Linked DNA regions of Oncorhynchus mykiss: region 1 is linked to region 2. The links are chromatin contacts, called in public Hi-C maps. All regions are on one chromosome and are shown on one strand. The core of a region is the stretch at or near the end of the contact, and the rest is flanking DNA. Distances in the headings are between cores, read along the strand shown. Region 1 holds the start of LOC110496283 (phosphatidylinositol 4-kinase beta). Region 2 holds the start of LOC110496278 (CDC42 small effector protein 1).

The links. Hi-C and Micro-C count contacts between places; a contact is called where the count stands out from the background.
Region 1: a contact with region 2 is called in a Hi-C map of liver, with 1.6 times the contacts expected there. The contact joins the promoter of LOC110496283 here to the promoter of LOC110496278 in region 2. A contact is called at or near these places in 2 of 3 Hi-C or Micro-C datasets (blood and liver).

What each region holds. Positions count from the first base shown.
Region 1 is chr18:41,810,732-41,815,645 of USDA_OmykA_1.1, forward strand. LOC110496283 (phosphatidylinositol 4-kinase beta) reads right to left here and starts at 1,428. Exons shown (of 12, transcript XM_021572087.2): 1 at 1,234-1,428.
Region 2 is chr18:41,676,303-41,681,398 of USDA_OmykA_1.1, forward strand. It overlaps LOC110496278 (CDC42 small effector protein 1), which reads left to right and starts at 2,245. Exons shown (of 5, transcript XM_021572079.2): 1 at 2,245-2,450.

The sequences.
Region 1 (4,914 bases), core at 178-2,677, 130 kb after region 2:
GACAAATCACAAATTTACCTAGCTACGAGGAACGATGGCATCAAATGACGACGTCTATGAAACGGGTGTATGCAGCGGTTTCCGATTAGGAATTCCGAGTTCGATTAACGTTCAATCGACTTTTCCCAGTCGGGGCTAGTTTTTTTAAGTTCCCAGTTGTTTTGAACACACTGAGGTCAGAGATTTCCGAGTTCGGATGTTTTGAACGCGACAAGTCAATTCTCGAGCGTTAATGATAAACATCGGTGTGACGTTTCAAATTGTACAAAGTGTCAAGAGGCACGTGCAGTTCAAAACAATCCGCAAAGGTAACCATCAGTCATGAGACTCAACTGGCATCAGCTCGTCGGGAACCCCCCGGCAAACCCACTCGTTTCATTCTCAACGACTCGAACGTGGGTAACCCTAGAGTAACGTTAAGTGGTATCATGCACACTTTTCATCACCACTTGAATCCTACCGTGGTTAGTCATGATGCTGGTTAGGAGCACTTCCCAAACGGCATGCCTAACTACTTCGCACAGTTGTTTTTGAAGTACATACACCAACGATATGGCTTTTTAACTAAAGTCAGTTGGCTATAGCCATGGAGGAATAGGCGAAACCAATTAACTAATATTTTACTATGGCTAACTACTGTAGCTAGTATACCAGAACCTATTGGCTTTCAAGGAGTGCCAACACTACACCGTTACAGTCAAAACGCTTAGTTAGCTATCAACCCCCCCCCCCCCAAAAAAAACTGCCCAGTGCCCACCTGAGAATGACTAGCATCCTAGCTGTAGTTAATACTCCGTCTCAATCGTGCTTTACATTTTTAGCTAATGCTTTCATAGACAACCAGAAACTGGGTCACGTGAGTTATTGTTTGCCATCTACTTAGCTAGCAGCGCGAACCAGGCTAGCTAGCCGCCTAGCCCAGCAGCTAGTAAACTAACACTTGAAGATCCTAAATGCTACAACAAGCGTTACAGGAAATTCTTCACATCACTGACTTCAACCTCCAATCGTTAAAAAGGACAAATACATTAATACTGCTAAACTCAATAAATAAAGCATAGCTTCTGACTGATTTTCTCGCTAACTAGTAGCTAGTATTGTTAGATAGCTACTGCGTCGATTGGAAGAGGAAGCATTCCTTAAAACGACTAGCCACAGCTGGGACCGGGAGCAACACATATCAATTGAACCCTGTAACGTTAGGTAAATTAGTTATATAAATAAACAACTTACCCTCTTGACAATATTTTTTGATTTTAGGGTCTCAATCTATCCATTGGATTTCTAATTCCATTTGGAAAGACTCTAGCACCCCAGCTCAAATCTCATTCTGATGCTGCGCAAATCCGAAACCTCTAGCCAACGGATCCGCCTCAAAATATTTAAAAGGACCGATGACGCCAGCATTATCACAGTGAATCTGATGCCGCGTTGAAAACAACTGGGAACTCGGAAAACGAGGTCAAATAATGACGTCAGTGATCTTCAGAATTCTGAGTTGGATGACCGTTTAAAACTATTTTTTCCAGTCGGAGCTCATTTTTCCTTTGTTCCCAGTTGTCGTGAACGCGGCATAAATGAACACATCCCTTTCCACCAATATAAGGTACAGTGTGATGCGTTCTATCTGTTCATTACCAAAACCAACCATACATATACCCAAATGATGGTTTATGGTCTGTACTTTATATTGTGTGATTTGAAAAGAGGAAGCTCAGAATAACTAATGTTGGAAATAGATTACATTGGAATATTAACTTGATATGTCCCATTTTCTCGTAGATCATGAGTCTTTGGATTCTTCCTAACTGAGTTGACTTCTCGGTGTGTTTCTGGAAGATTTTATATTTGCCTTGTGCACTCACTGCATTGATTTGCATTAACTAAATGTATGTCTGTGGATAGTATGCCACCCGGTGGCCAATGTGTGAAAATACACCAGTCCCTGAACCCTGGGTCTATTTAATTAGGGAAACGGTCTACCATTTAAGAACGAAACGGAAGCAAACAGAATGAAACGGAGAGGGCCCTACCTGCAATGGTCAAGTACAAACTCAACGGGTGTAGGTAGACCTTACAGTGAAATGCTTACTTACAAGATCTTAACTAACAATGCAGTTAAGAAAATAAGTGTTAAGAAAGTAATTACTAAAATAAACTGAAGTAAAAAATATATATAAATAATACAAATTAAAAATAAGAAAAATGAAAAAATAACAAATAATCAAAGAGCAACAATGAAATAACAATAACAAAGCTATATACAATGAGCACCGGTACAGAGTAAATGTGCGGGAGCACAAGTTAGTTCGAGGTAATATGTAGGTAGAGGTAAAGTGACTATGCATAGATAATAAACAGAGCGTAGCATCCGTGTAAAAATGCGGGGGGCAATGCAAATAGTCCGGGTAGCCATTTGATTAGCTGTTAAGGAGTCTTATGGCTTGGGGATAGAAGCTGTTAAGAATCCTTTTGGGCAAAGACTTGACGCTTCGATACCGCTTACCGTGCGGTAGCAGAGAGAACATTCTATGACTAGGGTGGCTGGAGTCTTTGGCAATTTTTAGGGCCTTTCTCTGACACTGCCTGCTATAGAGGTCCTGGATGGCAGGAAGCTTTGTCCCAGTGGTGTACTGGGCCGTACGAACTACCCTCTGTAGTGCATTGCAGTCGGAGGCCGAGCAGTTGTCATACCAGGCGGTGATGCAACCAGTCAGGATGCTCTCGATGGTGCAGCTGAATAACTTTTAGAGGAGTTGAGGACCCATGCCAAATCTTTTCAGTCTCCTGAGGGGGAATAGGCGCTGTCGTGCCCTCTACTACTGTCTTGGTGCTTTTGGACCACCATAGTTAGTTGGTGATGTGGACGCCAAGGAACTTTTACCTCTTGACCCACTCCACTACAGCCCCATCGATAAAAATGGGGGCGGGCTCTGTCCTCCTTTTCCTGAAGTCCACGATCGTCTCCTTTGTCTTGATCACATTGAGGGAGAGGTTGTTATCCTGGCACCACACTGCCAGGTCTCTGATCCCCTCCCTATAGGCTGTCTCATCGTTGTCGGTGTCATCTGCAAACTTAATGATGGTGTTGGAGTTATGCTTGGCCATGCAGTCATGGGTGAACAGGGAGTACAGGAGGGGACTGAGCACGCACCCGAGGGGCTCCCGTGTTGAGGATAATCGTGGCAGATGTGTTGTTACCTACCCGTACCACCTGGGGGCGGCCTGTCAGGAAGTCCAGGATCCAGTTGCAGAGGGAGGTGTTTAGTCCAAGGGTCCTTAGCAAGTAGTCAGTTGTCTGACCTACACACACAAACAAACAACATTTGGATATCTTACTGCATATTGGAAATATAGATCTGTAAACACACAGATACAATGGGTTGAAATATCAACTATGATTAGTCATGATGAATGTAAACTTCACTTTTTGGTAGCTGTTCAATAGACAACCTTCCAAGTCAAATTTGCTTTCATTCACAAATTTGATTTCATGCCATCCTGAATCTCCCAAAACATCCTTGATAGGCCCAGTCCACCATCAGTCCTCCTCTCAGACAGTTACTAGAGACAGAGAAACCATGGAACTGGACTGCCACATGTCAGGAGGCCATTCAACAGCAAAAATGCACTGGAAATGGCTGCTGTGCATTGCTCTAATATGTAACTATTTTGCTACCAACTATGGCTGGCCAGCCCATATGATAACTGAACTGGACTCGCAATGAGAAGAATGGGCATTCATGCTGGGGTGACTCATGCATTGGTCTGAGAAACTGCAGCCATCCCAACATCCTCCCGAGTGGCGTAGTGGTCTAAGGCACTGCAACGCAATGCTAGCTGTGCCACTAGAGATTCTGGGTCGTGACCGGGAGACCCATGGGGCGGCGCACAATTGGCCCAGCGTCGTCCGGGTTAGGGGAGGGTTTGGTTGGGAGGGATGTTCGTGTCCCATCACGCACTAGCGACTCCTGTGTCGGGCCGGGCGCAGTGCACGCTGACACGGTCGCCAGGTGTACTGTGTTTCTTCTGACACATTGGTGTGGCTGGCTTCTGTGGCTTGGTTGGGTTGTGTTTCGGAGGACTCCCAGCTCTCGACCTCATCAGGAGTTGCAGCGATGAGACAAGACTGTAACTACCAATGGGATACCACGAACTTTGGTAGAAAAAGGGCTTAAAAAAAAAAAAAAAAGGAATCCCAACATCTCTATAAGGACATATGGACTCACAATATGAAGAATAAGCATTCACAATGTGAAGAATGAGCATTCACACTGGACTCGCAATGTGAAGAATGAGCATTCATGCTGGGGTGACTTTAGGATGGTAAAACTAGATGTATGTGAACATTTATGGTGGCCAGGGAGTACAGGAGGGGACTGAGCACGCATGAAAGCACATTTGTGAGTTAGTGGTCTTTGTGTACAATGCTTGATCAGAAATAACACATATGGAATCATGTAGTAACCAAAAAAGTGTTAAACAAATCAAAATATATTTTTTATTTGAGATTCTTTGAAGTAGCCACCCTTTGTCTTGATGACAGCTTTGCACACTCTTGGCATTCTCTCAACCAGCTTCATGAGGCAGTCACCTGGAATGCATTTCAATTAACAGGTGAGCCTTGTTAAAAGTTAAATTGTGGAATTTATTTTCAACTTAATGCGTTTGAGCCAAACAGTTGTGTTGTGACAAGGAAGGGTTGGTATACAGAAGATCGCCCTATTTGGTAAAAGACCAAGTCCATATTATGGCAAGAACAGCTCAAATAGGCAAAGAGAAACAACAGTCCATCATTACTTTAAGACATGAGGGTCAGTCAGTCAGCACACATAATCCAAAATGAACAAGAACTACTTATATGCATGCATAGATGTTTGAGTGTAATCATGTTTGCCATATTGGATTCAGAAT
Region 2 (5,096 bases), core at 995-3,494:
ATTTAGCCTACTGTTCTGACTTGGTGGTGCACATGTAGCCTATAGCCAGTTTTAGAAAAATATCATCATCAAATATTGTAAGAGCTTTCATTGTCTGCTTATATGCCCCCTTTATTTATCTTACTGTTCTGACTTGATGTACAGGGAGAATACTGTAAGAACGGCCCATGTTCTGAAGCATGTCGCTGTACATTTCATAAGTGCTGAACAAATAGTTATATTGACTACGTCCGTCCTAGCTCGCTCATTAATGTCTTAATCGAAATTACGGATTAGCTCTTATCCGCTCGTCGTCCCCTTATGTCATAGTTTGCACATCTCAATTGTCAGTAGAAACCACATTTGTTTCAGCAAGTTAGCCATATCAGCTATGTTTTTTTAAAGGCAGTAAATGAGGCTGAATTAACTGTTTCTCTACCAGACAAGGTTCTGTTGATAGCCAGGTGTAGCGGTGGTAAAGTTTTGGGACTGTTGTTGGTACTCTGCTATTGGGACAGCTTTATGTAGCCTCTTAACAGTTTGTGGGCACCGTTTGTCACCGTTATAGTCCAATTAATGTATTGTTTAGTGTTGTGTTGTATAGTGGCTTGCTGGCATGGATAAAACTTTTTGGGGGGAGTTTGCCCCACCGCAGAACGGCTGACAGGCATATTCACAGTAATGTTCAACCTCTCCTTGTCCCAGTCTGTAATCCCCACATGTTTTAAGATGACCACAATCATTCCTGTTCCTAAGAACTTCAAGGTTTCTTGCCACAATGACTACCGCCCTGTAGCATTCACTTCTGTAATCATGAAGTGCTTTGAGAGGCTGGTTATGGCACACATGAACTCCACCATCCCAGCCACCCTAGACCCACTCTAATGTGCATACTTCCCCAAGAGATCCATAGACGATGCAATCTCAATTTTTCTCCACACTGCCCTTGCAAACCTAGATAGGAGGAATACCTATTGTGAGAATGCTGTTTATTGACTACAGCTCAGCATTCAACACCATTATCCCCTCCAAGCTCGTCACCAAGCTTAGGACTCTGGTTCCTGACAGGCCAACCCCAGGTGGTGAGGGTAGGCAACATCACCTCCAGCACGCTGACGCTTAACAGAGGGGCCACACAGGGGTGTGTGCTTAGTCCCCTCATGTACTCCCTATTCATCCACGACTGTGTGGCCATGTACGACTCCAACACCATTATCAAGCTCGCAGTGGACCAGGTAGACAGCTTCAAGTTCCTCTGTGTCCAAATCACAAAATACTTAAAATTGTCCAAATACACATGTAAAGTCGTGAAGAAGGTGCAACAGTGCTTCATCCCCCTCTGTAGGTTGAAAAGGTTTGGCATGGACCCTCAAATCCTGAAAAGGTTCTACAGCTGTACCATTGAGAGCGTATTGACTGGCTGCATTACTGCTTGGTATGGCAATAGCACCGCCTTTGATCGCATTGCGCTACAGAGGGTTGTGTGGACAGCCCAGTACATCACTGGGGCCGAGCTCCCTGCCATCCAGGACCTCTATATGAGGCGGTATGAAAAGAAGGCCCGGAAAATCGTCACCCAACCACCCAAGCCATAGACAATGTTCTCTGCTACCACACAACAAAAGGTACCAGTGCATCAAGTCTGACACCAAGAGGCTCTTGAACAGCTTCCAACCCCAAGCAATACGGTTGATAAAGAGCTACACGGACTGTGTTTACCTTGTATCCTTATTGACATTTTATTTCAATGTTTGCACTGTCTATGCACACTCACAGGGCCCTAGACACACATATACTCACTCCATTTGCTTATTCACACATAATATGCACATACATTTATACTGACTCTACACACCCACTCACATGCAAGCTGCTGCTACTCTGTTTATCTTATATCCAGTTGCCTAGTCCCCTTACCTCTATATATATCTACATCCATCACTCCAGTATCCCTGTACATGGCAATATGGTATTGGAACTGACTTTTTAAAATATTTCCTGTATATAGTATTCTTACTTATGTAATTGTGTATTTCATATTTCATGTTCTTATTTATCGTGTTTTTATTCTTCTAGTAATACACTGCTATTGCATTGTTGGGTTTTGAGTTTGCAAGAAAGGCATTTCACTGTGCATGTGACATTTAAATTTGAAACTTGGATTGTGTACTAAGATTATGTTTACATCTGCAATTTCCCTGTAGGTGGCAGTGTTGACTTTATGATGACGCGAAGTCAAATGGTGTCTATGTCCATAAGGGGTGCTGTTTGACTTTACCGGCAAAAATAAGCTTTTGAAAAAAACATTTTAAACATTTCAATTTCCTGATTGAACAACTTAGAACCACACCTCAAAAAACCGAGAATCAGCATAAGTGTGGTTGGTGTTATACGTTGGTGTTTGAAAGGGCATTCAGCGAATACTTTTGCTACTGGATATCGACATTGTTTGGGTACATTTAAGAACGGAGGTAAGTCAGCGCCGCTATTGAGACTTTGTTCTTCATGTAGGCTAGCCTACTAGCTAATTCTAGAAATGAAAGGGGGTACGTGGTCATTGTTACAATGTTTCTCTTACTGAGAAGGCTTAGAGTTGGCCAAACCCAGGGACAATTGTGTTACGTTGCCTAGAATCTAAATATCCTTGCACTTTGACACTTTCAACATTGATTCATTTGAACGTTTTATGCTTTTAAAGGAAACGACCAGATTCGATCAAACTCGAAGTCATTACTATTTGGTTAAATAATGCTTAGCCCATCGAGCTACATAAAGGTTGGCTATGTAGTGTATTTTGTGGCTATTCCCTTGGAAATGGCTTGGCTGGAGTGTGATCTGTCAGGTGTAAATCAAACACTTGTTTGAGTAGTTCTAGCCCAAGATTAGCGGACTAAACTCCGTGTTGAAGTCCAGACACTTCATAAACCGGAGTTTAGTCCGCTAGCCCAAGTGTCTACCGTTACTCCTTAAGGTCGAAAGGATATGTATTTATTTTGAGGTAGACCGGCTCTAGCAGCCAAACTCAATCTAAAGTGAATCTATTTTAAACTGTGATACGGTTCTAGAAACATGAAGCCCTTTACTTTCATATAACGTCAAGATAATTTCACAAATGCAACATATAGTGTTTTTAACCGGCTTTAATACAGTTTCAACAAGCAGTATTTGTCAAGAGTTACACCAGCGAATCGCAAACTCGGTGCACGTTTTGGTTTTTGCTGTAACACCACACAGCTGACTCAAAAGCTTGTTGATATTTGAATCAGCTGTATAGTCCAAGGGCAAAAACCAAAACGTGCACTATGGGGGCCCCCCAGGGACCAAGTTTGGGGAAAAACCCGGCGTTACAAACAGGTGTTCAGAGCATGCTAGATAGTTAGCACAGGTGGTCCCTCTATCTGTCTTCTGTAAACACGCGCATGGGCATGTGGGAACGCAAACCCTGTACAATTTTCTCAATTGAACATGTCGTTTTTTTTTTAGTTTTTTTTTTACAAATGATTTATAGCCGATATGAAAGATGAAGTCATTATCCTTCCAAAATAGTAACGCAAGGGATGCGTGATACTGTTCATACCCAGCGTCAGGACTCTTAACAAAACTCCCCCATACAGAAGATGTCGTCATCCAATGACTGGAATAATTCAAGCCCTCTCTTTATCAGTTTTCATTGAAATGTTATGTTGTGTATACTGAACAAAAATATAAACGCAACATGCAACAATTTAAAAGATTTGACTGAGTTACAGTTCATATAAGGATTTCGGTCACTTGACATAAACTCATTAGGCCCAAATCTATGGATTTTACATGACTGGGAATGCAGATCGGCGTCTGTTGGTTACAGATGCCAAAATTTAAAAAAAGTAGGCGAGTAGAACCAGTCAGTATCTGGTGAAACCACCTCATGCGGCACCACAGACTTGATCAGGCTGTTGATTGTGGCCTGTGGAAGGTTGTCCCACTCATCTACAAACATGCTTAATGGGTGACATGTCTGGTGTGTATGCAGGCCATGGAAGAACTGGGACTTTTTCAGCTTCCAGGAGTTGTGTACAGATGCTTGCAACATGGGGCTGTGCATTATCATGCTGAAACATGAGGGGATGGTGGCGGATGAATGGCACGACAATGGGCCTCAGGATCTCGTTGTGGTATCGCTGTGCATTCAAATTGCCATCAATAAAATGCCATTGTGTTCATTTTCCGTATCTTATGCCTGCACATACCATAACCCCACTGCCACCTGGGGCACACTGTTCACAACGTTGACATCAGCAAACCGCTCTGGTGAACATTCCTGCAGTCAGCATGCCAATTGCATGCTCCCTCAACATCTGTGCCGTTGTGTGACAAAACTGCACATTTTAGTGGCCTTTTATTGTCCCCCGCACAAGGTGCACCTGTGTAATGATCATTCTGTTTAATCAACTTCTTGATATGCCACACCTATTAGGTGGATTGATTATCTTGGCATAGGAGAAATACTATTTTTTTTTTGTGCACAACATTTTAGAGAAATACAATTTTTGTTCGTATGGTACATTTCTGAGATCTTTTATTTCCGTTCAAGAAACATGGGCCAAACACTTCACGTGTACTTTTTTTTTTTTTTTTTTTTTACATTAAGGTAGTAACAATATGTTCCCTCAAGACACTGAGTATTCATTTCTTCTAAGAGATGAGAGAGCTAGACAAATTACATAGCCTGTTTATGACAAGATTTCTTATTTTTTTGTCAGTTCCAAATTAGAGGTCTAAAACATTCAGGGAAGTCAGGCTGGCGACAGTGGCTCAGTCAGTTGACTGCATTGGGTAAAGTAAGCCATTGTGGTCTATTTTCAGGAGGGCATAGTTTTGGGATGAGACTGTAAATGGTCTCGTACTCCCTCACTGTTGCTTCTCCTCTATGGGAAAGCCCATTGGTCAGGGATGGGTTTGGCTCCTCTTCAATACTGTGTGCTCCAACCTCACTGTTGAGGTCTTCAGCTTGATAATATTGTAGCCAACCCTGGTCTCTGGCATGAAAACAAAACCCCATACACCACGGCCGGCCCACTCATTACCTATGTTGGCAGATTGATAAGGGTGGCATTTTCTGAGCTAAACTGACCAAG